Regions from separate parts of the Anas platyrhynchos genome. Here region 2 is linked to region 1. A link is a contact called in public Hi-C data. All regions are on one chromosome and are shown on one strand. The core of a region is the stretch at or near the end of the contact, and the rest is flanking DNA. Distances in the headings are between cores, read along the strand shown. Region 1 holds the start of CYCS (cytochrome c, somatic). Region 2 overlaps OSBPL3 (oxysterol binding protein like 3).

Region 1 (4,881 bases), core at 1,294-3,793:
AACTTTGGACTTGAATCCAGAATGTTCCCTTCCCTTCCCTTCCCTTCCCTTCCCTTCCCTTCCCTTCCCTTCCCTTCCCTTCCCTTCCCTTCCCTTCCCTTCCCTTCCCTTCCCTTCCCTTCCCTTCCCTTCCCTTCCCTTCCCTTCCCTTCCCTTCCCTCTTGAATCATCTATGTTTTTATGCTGCTTTCACTACAAGACCTGGTTTGTAAGGATTCTGGACGAGTTTTCTCATAGTAAAACAGAAACTGGTTCAGTCCTATCCTGTGTCAACTCTTGCATCTGGAGGTCATCTCCTGGTGTTTCATGCTCCATTGCAAATCACCTGACTTCATTCATTTATGTTTTGTACCCGCTACTCTTCTATACTCATCCTGACCAGACATCACTGCTGTGTTTCTTGCTTCAAACCAAAAACTGATAACAGAGCAGTTGTATTCCATGTTTCTGCCTACGTTATGTTGAGGTCTAAGACCTCATTATAATCTTAATTCACTCTACAGATAATTCCTCTGTCAGTGTATAAGCAGGTACTAGAAAAAATGCTTGAGTGAGGCAGTCCACTTGAGTTAACAATCAGAGCTCTGTGGCCATTTTAAGTTGATGAAGAGTGACTCTTTATCCTGGATCTTCTTAATCTACCCGGCTCCCCACAGGCCAGCTGTTGGGAATGACAGAGATTTCTACCTGCCCCAGTCCTGAAGATTCTACTAAATGGCTATAAAATGCAAACCCATGCTTGTAACATAAATCTGCAGCATGAAAGAGAGGACAAAGTACTTCAATATTTTCACACCTGTTAAACTCATCAGTAAATTTAACAGTCAGTAAGTCATTGCATTATAATGGTTGTGCGATTGATTCAGCGAGGAGATATGTTGGCAATTTCCCAGCTGCCCGCCCTGCTTTGTGCATTGCCTGGACTGTCTGGCCTCTCTCTGAGACAAGACGATCCAGGTCCTCTGAACAGCCTAAAATAATAATAAATCCTAACAGTACAAAGTAGCCAGTATTGTTTTCTGACCTGGTGAGATTTATGACTCACTGTACAGATCTTTCTTAAAACCAGTGCACACCACTGTGACCACGGCACAAATCGCTGATCCACCAACACTGAATGATGTCAATACAAGGAACTGGTTATAACATATTTGTCAAAGACCACACAAGACGTTTATCACAAAACTGAGAAATAAACCATACTTTCCTGAGTTCTGGCCTAGTCCTATAAGGCCTTCTTTCTTCTTTTATCTGCAGTGTACCTCTTAAGAGAACCGTTTGGCTGTTTTGCTACATTTTCTTTACTACTGAACTTCAGTGCATATTTGGTTTATCTTTTCTTCGTTCAGGACAGAATTTCATAGCAGTAATTTTGACTGCAAAAGAACCATTGTTCTAGTTTATAATGGTCTGAGGGAGTAAAAATACAAAGGCATTTCAGGTGTAACCACAGGGAATAACTGACAGATTAAAACACAAACGTTCCAGGCAAACCACATCAAAGCAAACATTTCAATTAATTTTAATACATGGGAAAGTAACTGTGCATTGAAAATGAATCAATTTAGTTTACTCATGCAATGCTAAGCCACAAAAGCCCTGACTTTGTCTTCTGCATTGCCTCTAGATATCCCACAATACATTCTGTCCTACAATATAACTTCTACAAACAATACAGTATAAAAACCTGTGAATGTTCCCTTTTGTAATATTTACACCTTCACGGAACGGTACTGCATCACAACGGCAGCATCTGGGTGGTGAGGTGTAAGGCAGATATTAGAAGAGAAGACATGAACAGTTATAAGAAGGTAACAGTTCATTTTACAGATGGATCTTTGGTATATCCACCTTCAGCGCTGAAAGCCTCCCAGGTTCAGTATCTTCCCTGAGAACATTTTGTTATTTTATATGTTTAATAAAACTGGATTCAGCCGTCTTCAATCAAGGCACAGTTTTCATAAACAGCATCCCTGAGGAAAAAAATAAAAATTGCTACAATGTCCTTCCACATGCATCACAAGGAGTGGTTGTGAAGCTCAACATGCAATGCCTAGTATGGAGCATACATTTTTAGACACCAAAACCTAGAAGAAACTAAAGGAATTAAAGATGCCTGAAGTCTGCACTCTGTGAAGAAAAGGAGACCTTTTGAATGGATGTCAGTAATTAGCACACATCAAGTCCTTAAAGAAGCTTGCATCAGTCCACATGAAGTGCTTAAAGAAGCTTAAGAATTTACACCACTGAGATTTCTTAAAGCAGCTTAAAAGGCACTTTCTGCTCTTTGTCTTTTAACGATGAAAGAGGCCAGGGGTCACGCCAGGAGTCGACCTTTGCTTCGCCTCCCGCCGTGCGCATGCGCCGGGCGCCCCCTCCCCTTCCTCCCCCCCCCCCCTTCTTTTCCCCGCGCGCCCCTTGTCGTTACGTCACAGCGCGGCGCGCGGCGCCTTCCGCAGGAAGCGCAACCTACCCCGCTAGCCTGCGGCGCCGTGACGTTGGCATTGACAGACGGGCGTTTCAACCAATCAGAAGCCAGACAGCGGAGGTCTGATTGGCTAGCGCGCCGGAGTGGGCGGGCTGCAGTTGCGGCGCGGTTTGGCTGCACCGACACCGGGTTACATAGGGCGGAGTCCGGCGTGTCCTTGGGCAGACGCCGGGCGGTGCGGGGCGGCCGGGGAGCGGCGGCGGCAGCGGGGCAGGTGCGGGGGCCGCGGCCTGCGGGGGGCCTGGGCTGAGGCCTAGCGGGCCTGGGCTCCGCTTCCCACCGCGGCGGCTGGGCCCGGCGCTGCCGTGTCCCGGCCGGACCGTTGGGGACCGTTAGTGACCGTTAGGGACCGTTATGGCCGGGGGGGGCTGGCTGCGTGTAACGGTCGCGCCCGGCGGGTGCAGCCCGGGGATGGGCCTTAGGGGCTGGGACGGGGCGCGCGGGCCGCGGGTGTGGTGCCGGGAGCCAGCGCAGGGCCCGGCGGAGCCCCCCGGAGCTGCGTGACCTTGGTGCCCGCGCTGACCTCTCGCTGTGTTCCTGCTCTAGCGCTGAAGATGGGCGACGTGGAGAAGGGCAAGAAGATCTTCGTGCAGAAGTGCTCCCAGTGCCATACGGTTGAGAAGGGGGGCAAGCACAAGACCGGCCCCAACCTACACGGCCTGTTTGGGCGCAAGACCGGGCAGGCTGAGGGCTTCTCCTACACAGATGCTAATAAGAACAAAGGTGAGCGTAAAGCTGCTTCTCTGAGCCACTGCAGACCAAAACATTCACTCCTTGATGGTAGTCTTACAAGTACTAAAGACTGCCAGAAAGCAAGGTAACATGGAGGACAAGGAAGTATGTTTCACTTTTGACAGCTCTAACCATCTTATCTTCTTTCTTCCAGGTATCACCTGGGGTGAGGATACCCTGATGGAGTACTTGGAAAATCCAAAGAAGTACATCCCAGGAACAAAGATGATTTTCGCGGGTATTAAGAAGAAGTCTGAGAGAGCAGACTTGATAGCATATCTGAAAGATGCCACTGCGAAGTAGAAGATATCTGCTGCCTTATTTATTTCACAAAGGAGATGGCAATGCAAATATCTGTGACGAGATTGGTTTTTAAATGTTCTATTTTTACATGTACCATGTCTAACCTTAAAATTGGTCTTAACCAACAGATAACGTTGCTCATGGTGGGGTGCTGGACTACACGCTTGTTTGGCAGCCACTAACTTATGGAAGCTATGTAATTGGATTGGTTCAAATGAATATAATGTTCAGTCATTCTTGATTATGGAATTAAAAACAAAAAACAAAACAATACTTCTGGCCTCTTTATTGTTTAAAAAAAAAAAAACATTGAATGAGTAATTGTTAGTAATGGAACAGGTTTAGCAGCCCAACTCTGCCAGATGAAAAAGGAGGATGGGCCTTGGCATCTTCCACCATAAGTCTGTGACGTTACTTTAAAGATTTACTTTAAAAAATATGTATATATATAAAGAGAGAAATTTCTAAATTTGATCAGTACAGGGTGTTGTGGTATATATATTAATCTGTCTAAAACTTGGGATAAGGACACAATTTCACTTTCTTACTAATTGTGAAATGGTAACTGTGCTCAGGCACTTTTATCCGGGGAAGCATGTTACTTGATTTATCTGGACTTTGACAGTTGCATGCACCAGTAGATTATAATTCCAGAAACGTCTTCATATTTTGTAAATGTTGTTGAAAGCCTGTGTTCAGTAAATCTTCAGAAAACAACCATTTGTAGTGTAATGAAAGAAAAACATGTTCTGGAAAGATAATTACTAAAGACCAAGTTGAGAGTTAATAAAAGCTTACTTCAGCAAAAGCACTAACCTAAAATCTACTGTTTAAAAGCAACTTCTGATGAACAAGTACAGGAATAAATGCACTGGTAGACTAAAAGGAAATTGTCTTCCTATGTGCCTACCTGGAGCCTATATCACTACAGAAGGGTCTGTTTCAAGTGTAAAGCAGCATTTTAACTGCATTTTCTTCAAATTAATTGAATTGTACAGATGAATGTATTTACTGTGTACAACACAAGCACAACTCAGAGTAATCAACCTGATAAATTAAAAGTATTGAAAGTTTTGTTTTCTGTATGTGTCTGACATTTAAGTGAGAAACAGTGGGGCAAAGAGGAAAGTTGGGTGTCTGGCTTTGTCATTACAAGACAAGCAAAAGCTCAGCATGAAAGGAGTAAATGCTAATGGAGCTAGTGTGAAAAGTGGTCGGTGTGGCAAGGTCAGAAAGCATTTCAAACCAGAACCAGCACAGCTAGGCTATCCTACCTGTTTTTTAACACTACTTTTGCTGCGCTTCCTAAATTGGATGGGGTAGAAAACTCAAAATAGCATGGAAGCTGTAGGTGTGCT
Region 2 (4,881 bases), core at 721-3,220, 110 kb after region 1:
TTGCTGTCCTGCAAGGTTAAGTAACGTACTAGTTTAACTCTGTTTTGCAGCTTTTCCTCTTCCTTTCTTACTCTTTCAATCTTCCAAGATTTAAACTTGGAAAAAAGAAGGAGGAATTGAGCTAATATGTTTCTTTCATGAGTATGAAAGTTACAATAAATCTTTTCTTAAGGCCTATAAATAAAAGATTTAAAAGCTTTCAAAATTCTCTTAAATGGAAGCTATGGATTATACCTTAAACTAAGTCAAGCCTTTTCAAGTCAATATATCTTATGTTAAAAAGAGGCTATTAATGAATGTAAATAGTTTTGTTATAAATACTGTTTGAAAAGAAACTTCATTCTGACAGTCTGCAAGGATTACAATTTAGTGTCTGTTCTCTTCTCAGGATAGAGGGTGTGGCTGTTTATTTGTTTTTTAGGTGCATAACCTTTTTGTTGTTCTCCTGAGAACATGCATTAAAAGGAAATGAGCAGTAGTTTTTCACATCAGGGTGAAAAGAAATCTTTCTCTCCTTCCTACAACTAAGCATCTGAAAATTGCCTCAGAATGAAGTATTCTTTGCCTTTGAGAAATTCCTGAGGCAAAATTAATGTTAGCTGTTGCACAGTAATTGCCATAGTTCAGTTTAGAATGGCTCTTTTATCAATTTGGTTTCTGAAATTGTGAAAGGAAAGCATCTACTCTTTCACAAGATGAGGAAAAGGGAATGAAAAGGGAGAAAAACGGTACAGAGGAGACATGAATTGAACAAAACTAATTCTAATTCCTCAGGCTTGGGAGGAGTTATACTGTGTTGACTGTAATAATTTGGAAGGATCTCCTGTTCCTTAATTGTAATAAAGAGCAGTTTCATTATTAGGTAATAGCATACAATAGATAAAAGGCAATTCAAACTGTGTTGGACATAATAAATTTTGTGAAAACTCTTTTAATGCTTCGTGTGCCATGTTTAGGACAAGGGTGGCATGTAGATCCATAGAATCACAGACTGTAACTGTAAAAGCCAGTTTAAAAAATATCTAACAGTGATTTTTAAAGTTACTGCTTTGAACTGTGCATGTTCCAAAAGGCTGAGTTGTTTCAAACAGTTTTCAGAGACACTGCTTTCAGTTGATTAAATTTGCAGAGTTTGATCCTAGTAACTCCATGCATCAGTGAACCCCTGAATGACTGAAAACTGAATACTTCTGTTATGTGTGATCCAGTGTTTAACCTGCAGGAGGAGGCATACACGTTCATACTCTTTTTTCCTTCTGTTAAATCCCAATCTATAGCAAAAAATATGCATGACTGTGGTAAATTAACCAAAATTCCATGTATGTTATTCCCAGGTGTATATAGCTGCATTTGCAGTATCTGCGTATGCCTCCAGTTACTACCGAGCTGGAAGTAAGCCATTTAATCCTGTTCTTGGAGAAACCTATGAATGTGTTCGTGAAGATAAGGGTTTCCAGTTCTTTGCGGAACAGGTACTGTGTGCTGCACCCCTTACATTTGCTGTTTGATAGGCTGCTTAATGCTGAGTGCATGGCTGGTATCCTTTAGAGTTAATAGCAAAATGTAAAATTACTGTTACCTAACCTTAGCCCAGCAAATCTCAAGGGGTCCTACAGAATTATAAATGAAGGAAATTGCTTTGTTTTTTGAGGAAACTCAGCTAACTCTGGCATGGAACATGACAACCAACAGCTGGCAGTCGAAAGCAAAGGCTGGCAGTTTGTCTACTCCAGCACCTAGATATCTTGGTTAAGGGGAGTACAGTTCCCCACACTGAAGTCTGATCACTGCTGCAACGAGCCTTCATGTTCTTGTCATGTTCTTTTGTGTGATCATTAAAAACTACTATATTTTCAGCTGTTTAATGTCTTTTTTAATGACAAATATTTCACTCATACGAGTCAGTCAACCACTAGTATTTTTTATGGCACCTTGAATATTTCTCCTTGCTGTCCAAATATTTAGTGGGCTGAGCCTAGTATCACAGCTTAGTAGCTGAAGAATGTATACAACACATCAAGGTCTGACTGTTGCTGAAAATAGTGCTTCAATAGACGAGTAATTATTAAGCGTGGGCAAAAAATATTAAATTTAAACCAGTTGAGTTACCAAAATTGCTAAGCTTGAGGCATATGTTAAAAAGAGATAAAACTTAAATATTCCGGTGCCTATCAGGGTGTAAGAATGATTGAAAGCTGTCTTGTTTTGTCTAGACATAACAACAACAACAAAAAATACAGAAGTGTGGTAGTCAAAGCTGTACAACCTAGAAACCTGATCAGAAAAAGTCTTAAAAGAAGCTTGTGGTTTTGACACATTTTGTACACCATGTTCTACAGCTGACAAAAAGGAATGCTCTGTGATCTTTCCTTGTTCTCAGGAAGTATCATGGGCAAGAGAAAAATAAGGGAAAAAACAAAGCAGTCAAAGCGAGAATCGAATTAAAGTTCAAGCAATGTGTCTGTTGCTTTATTGTATTTAGTTCTAAGGTAACATATAGCACACTGAAGGTACCAGTGTAACATCAAATTGGAGTAGCAAAGTGGTTAATAAAAGTTTGATACTGAGTTTAATGTGAGTTTGAATTGAGAAGTTTTTCCCCTTGATACTGGACGAATCAATACAAGGCAGCTTTTACTGAAGGAGAATTTTAAAACAGGAGGATTCTTAAGTTGTTAGTAACTGTTCTATAACTGTGTGTAATAAGTGACAAGAGTTTATAGATGGTAAAGTTTTAGTATACTAGTGTAGTGTTGAGGAATATTAGGAAGGGAAGGTGGTGTAGGAAGAAAGAAATTCCATAGAGCTTGCAAGCATTAAATAAATCTTTTTCCATCAGGAGCTGTTGCTTGTTTGTGCAAGCCTTTTGATGCTTACTGTAGATAACTTGTTAGCACGGACAGTGTGCAATCCATGGGGTAGATATGCAAAATGTATAAAATGACAGAGATTCTGTTGCATGACTAGAGTGTGTTCATAATAGCTCTACTTAGCTCCATGACCTTACTCTGGAATTATAACAGTTTAAGTGAGAGCTAAGTTTAACCCAGGAATTATAGTGACATCTGGGGCTAATCTGGGTGCAGTATGTGAGAGAGAGAGTGTTGCTCCCGGTGGATTAGGCCATAGCTGACAGGAATTAGCACTGCTTTATTTTTTTAACCAAGTAGAGGTTGTTCAGTGAAGAACTGAATGGGAGGGAGGGAGGGAGGGAGGGAGGGAAGGAAGGAAGGAAGGAAGGAAGGAAGGAAGGAAGGAAGGAAGGAAGGAAGGAAGGAAGGAAGGAAGGAAGGAAGGAAGGAAGGAAGGAAGGAAGAGCTCAGTAATAAATTTGCAAAATGAACAACAAAGAAGAAATTAAAACTGCATTTGAAACATGTATGTGTGGTTAAGAAATGAAATGTGTAGTAGGAAAGCAACTAGACTTGAAAATAAAGGTGTTTTTGTCAAAGAACAGTATTACACATCAGAGTATTTGGCCTGGTCAGTTTTAAGTCCTGGTCACCCAGAATGGAGAAGGTGCAGCTGAGGAGGAGTGGTTGCTTTTGCTTTGTGCAATCACCTTTGCACACCTGTGCAATCACCTTTTTATTTAATATTTTCTTTTAATAGTATGCATTGAGTATTTATTTACTTACAGTCCTCACTTTGCTGTTTCGGTCATTGCTCCAGTTCATGTATGTGCTTTTACCCAATGCTGATAAAATGCAGTGCGTGTGGTTAGAGTTTCATACAAGAAAAACCTGAGGTCTCACGAGTGCAGTAGTAGGTGGGTGTTGGTAGCTGGAATTTCATGGTTGTATTTCTCCACCCGTTTGGCCCCCCTTCAGCGGTACTGATTGCTGTCTCCTGCCTCACACTGAGTGATCTGTAGGTATTTACTGTACAGAGTAATTTAGCCTCTTGTTTTTTGTTTGGTTGGTATTTTTTACTTTTTCCTATGTACTTAAAGTGCAGCTTCTGTTAATATATGAATGGAGCCTTCAGATTAACTGTAATTATCACATTAGAGACAATGTGCAGAATATATAGTTAGATTTTCATTTGATGAACAGATTCACAGGCCTTCTAAAGCATGCTTCCCATTTCTTTCTAGTTTTCTCAGGTCTCAGTACCTTACTAGTCTCACTGGCTCCCCCTTTAGGAAAGAACTGCAAAAGAAAAGCAAATGTTCAGATTGTAAATGTGATATATGAATGAAAAATGAGAGGGAAAAAGGGAAAAAAATAAACAAAAAACCCCACGACTATTCAAGTGTTAACATGTCCATCTTTTTTTCCCCTTTCATGTCTTGCTATTAGGTCAGTCACCATCCGCCTATTTCTGCATGCCATGCTGAATCTGTGAATTTTGCTTTTTGGCAAGGTAACCTTTTCGTCTATCATTTACTTTTACAGCCTTCATAGTAGTTTCATTGTGTGCCTAACATGAAATATTCTGAAATGGGGAAAAGGTTAATTTCCCTTTTTATATCATATCAGAATGGCTTTAAGAAATCCTAGCCTTACTGCCATGCTTCTTATTTGTGTTTTCTGCCATTACAAAAATCTACAAGTATTTTATAACATTATTGATCATTCCTTTCATGTACAAGTAACTGCATTTATTCAAAATCTGCTGAAATATTTTTCTCTCTTTTTTTTTTTTTTATGTGTGGAAGGTTTGTTTACTAGAGAAGAGTTGTACCTCAAGCTATTTATAAAAACAAGCTAGAGTAGAGCTTGAAAAACTACAAGTTAAATCCCGAGCCCTGACAGATCTTGTAATCCTGTTCTGAAAATAATTTCCAGGAACGCACATAACAGCAAGGACAAACATATTCTCTGTGTCTTTCTCTGTTAGTATTATTACAGAATGGAAGATTTCATGCTGTTTCACTAC

The links. Hi-C and Micro-C count contacts between places; a contact is called where the count stands out from the background.
Region 2: a contact with region 1 is called in a Hi-C map of skeletal muscle, with 4 times the contacts expected there. The contact joins the enhancer-like site here to the promoter of CYCS in region 1. A contact is called at or near these places in 3 of 8 Hi-C or Micro-C datasets (liver, skeletal muscle and small yellow follicle).

What each region holds. Positions count from the first base shown.
Region 1 is chr2:125,408,989-125,413,869 of IASCAAS_PekinDuck_T2T, forward strand. CYCS (cytochrome c, somatic) reads left to right here and starts at 2,544. Exons shown (of 3, transcript XM_027447873.3): 1 at 2,544-2,702; 2 at 3,035-3,211; 3 at 3,375-3,796. The coding sequence starts at 3,043. The coding sequence ends at 3,523. LOC106018530 (a long non-coding RNA gene) reads right to left here and starts at 2,433. Exons shown (of 2, transcript XR_001192679.5): 1 at 2,070-2,433; 2 at 1,499-1,973.
Region 2 is chr2:125,521,916-125,526,796 of IASCAAS_PekinDuck_T2T, forward strand. OSBPL3 (oxysterol binding protein like 3) reads left to right here. Exons shown (of 26, transcript XM_027450954.3): 19 at 1,335-1,472; 20 at 4,302-4,365. Among named protein-coding and RNA genes, the nearest start is that of GSDME, 25 kb to the right of the region's middle. Within about 2 kb of position 1,971, at least 1 of the 8 cell types and tissues checked has an H3K27ac peak or open chromatin away from gene starts, as enhancers often do.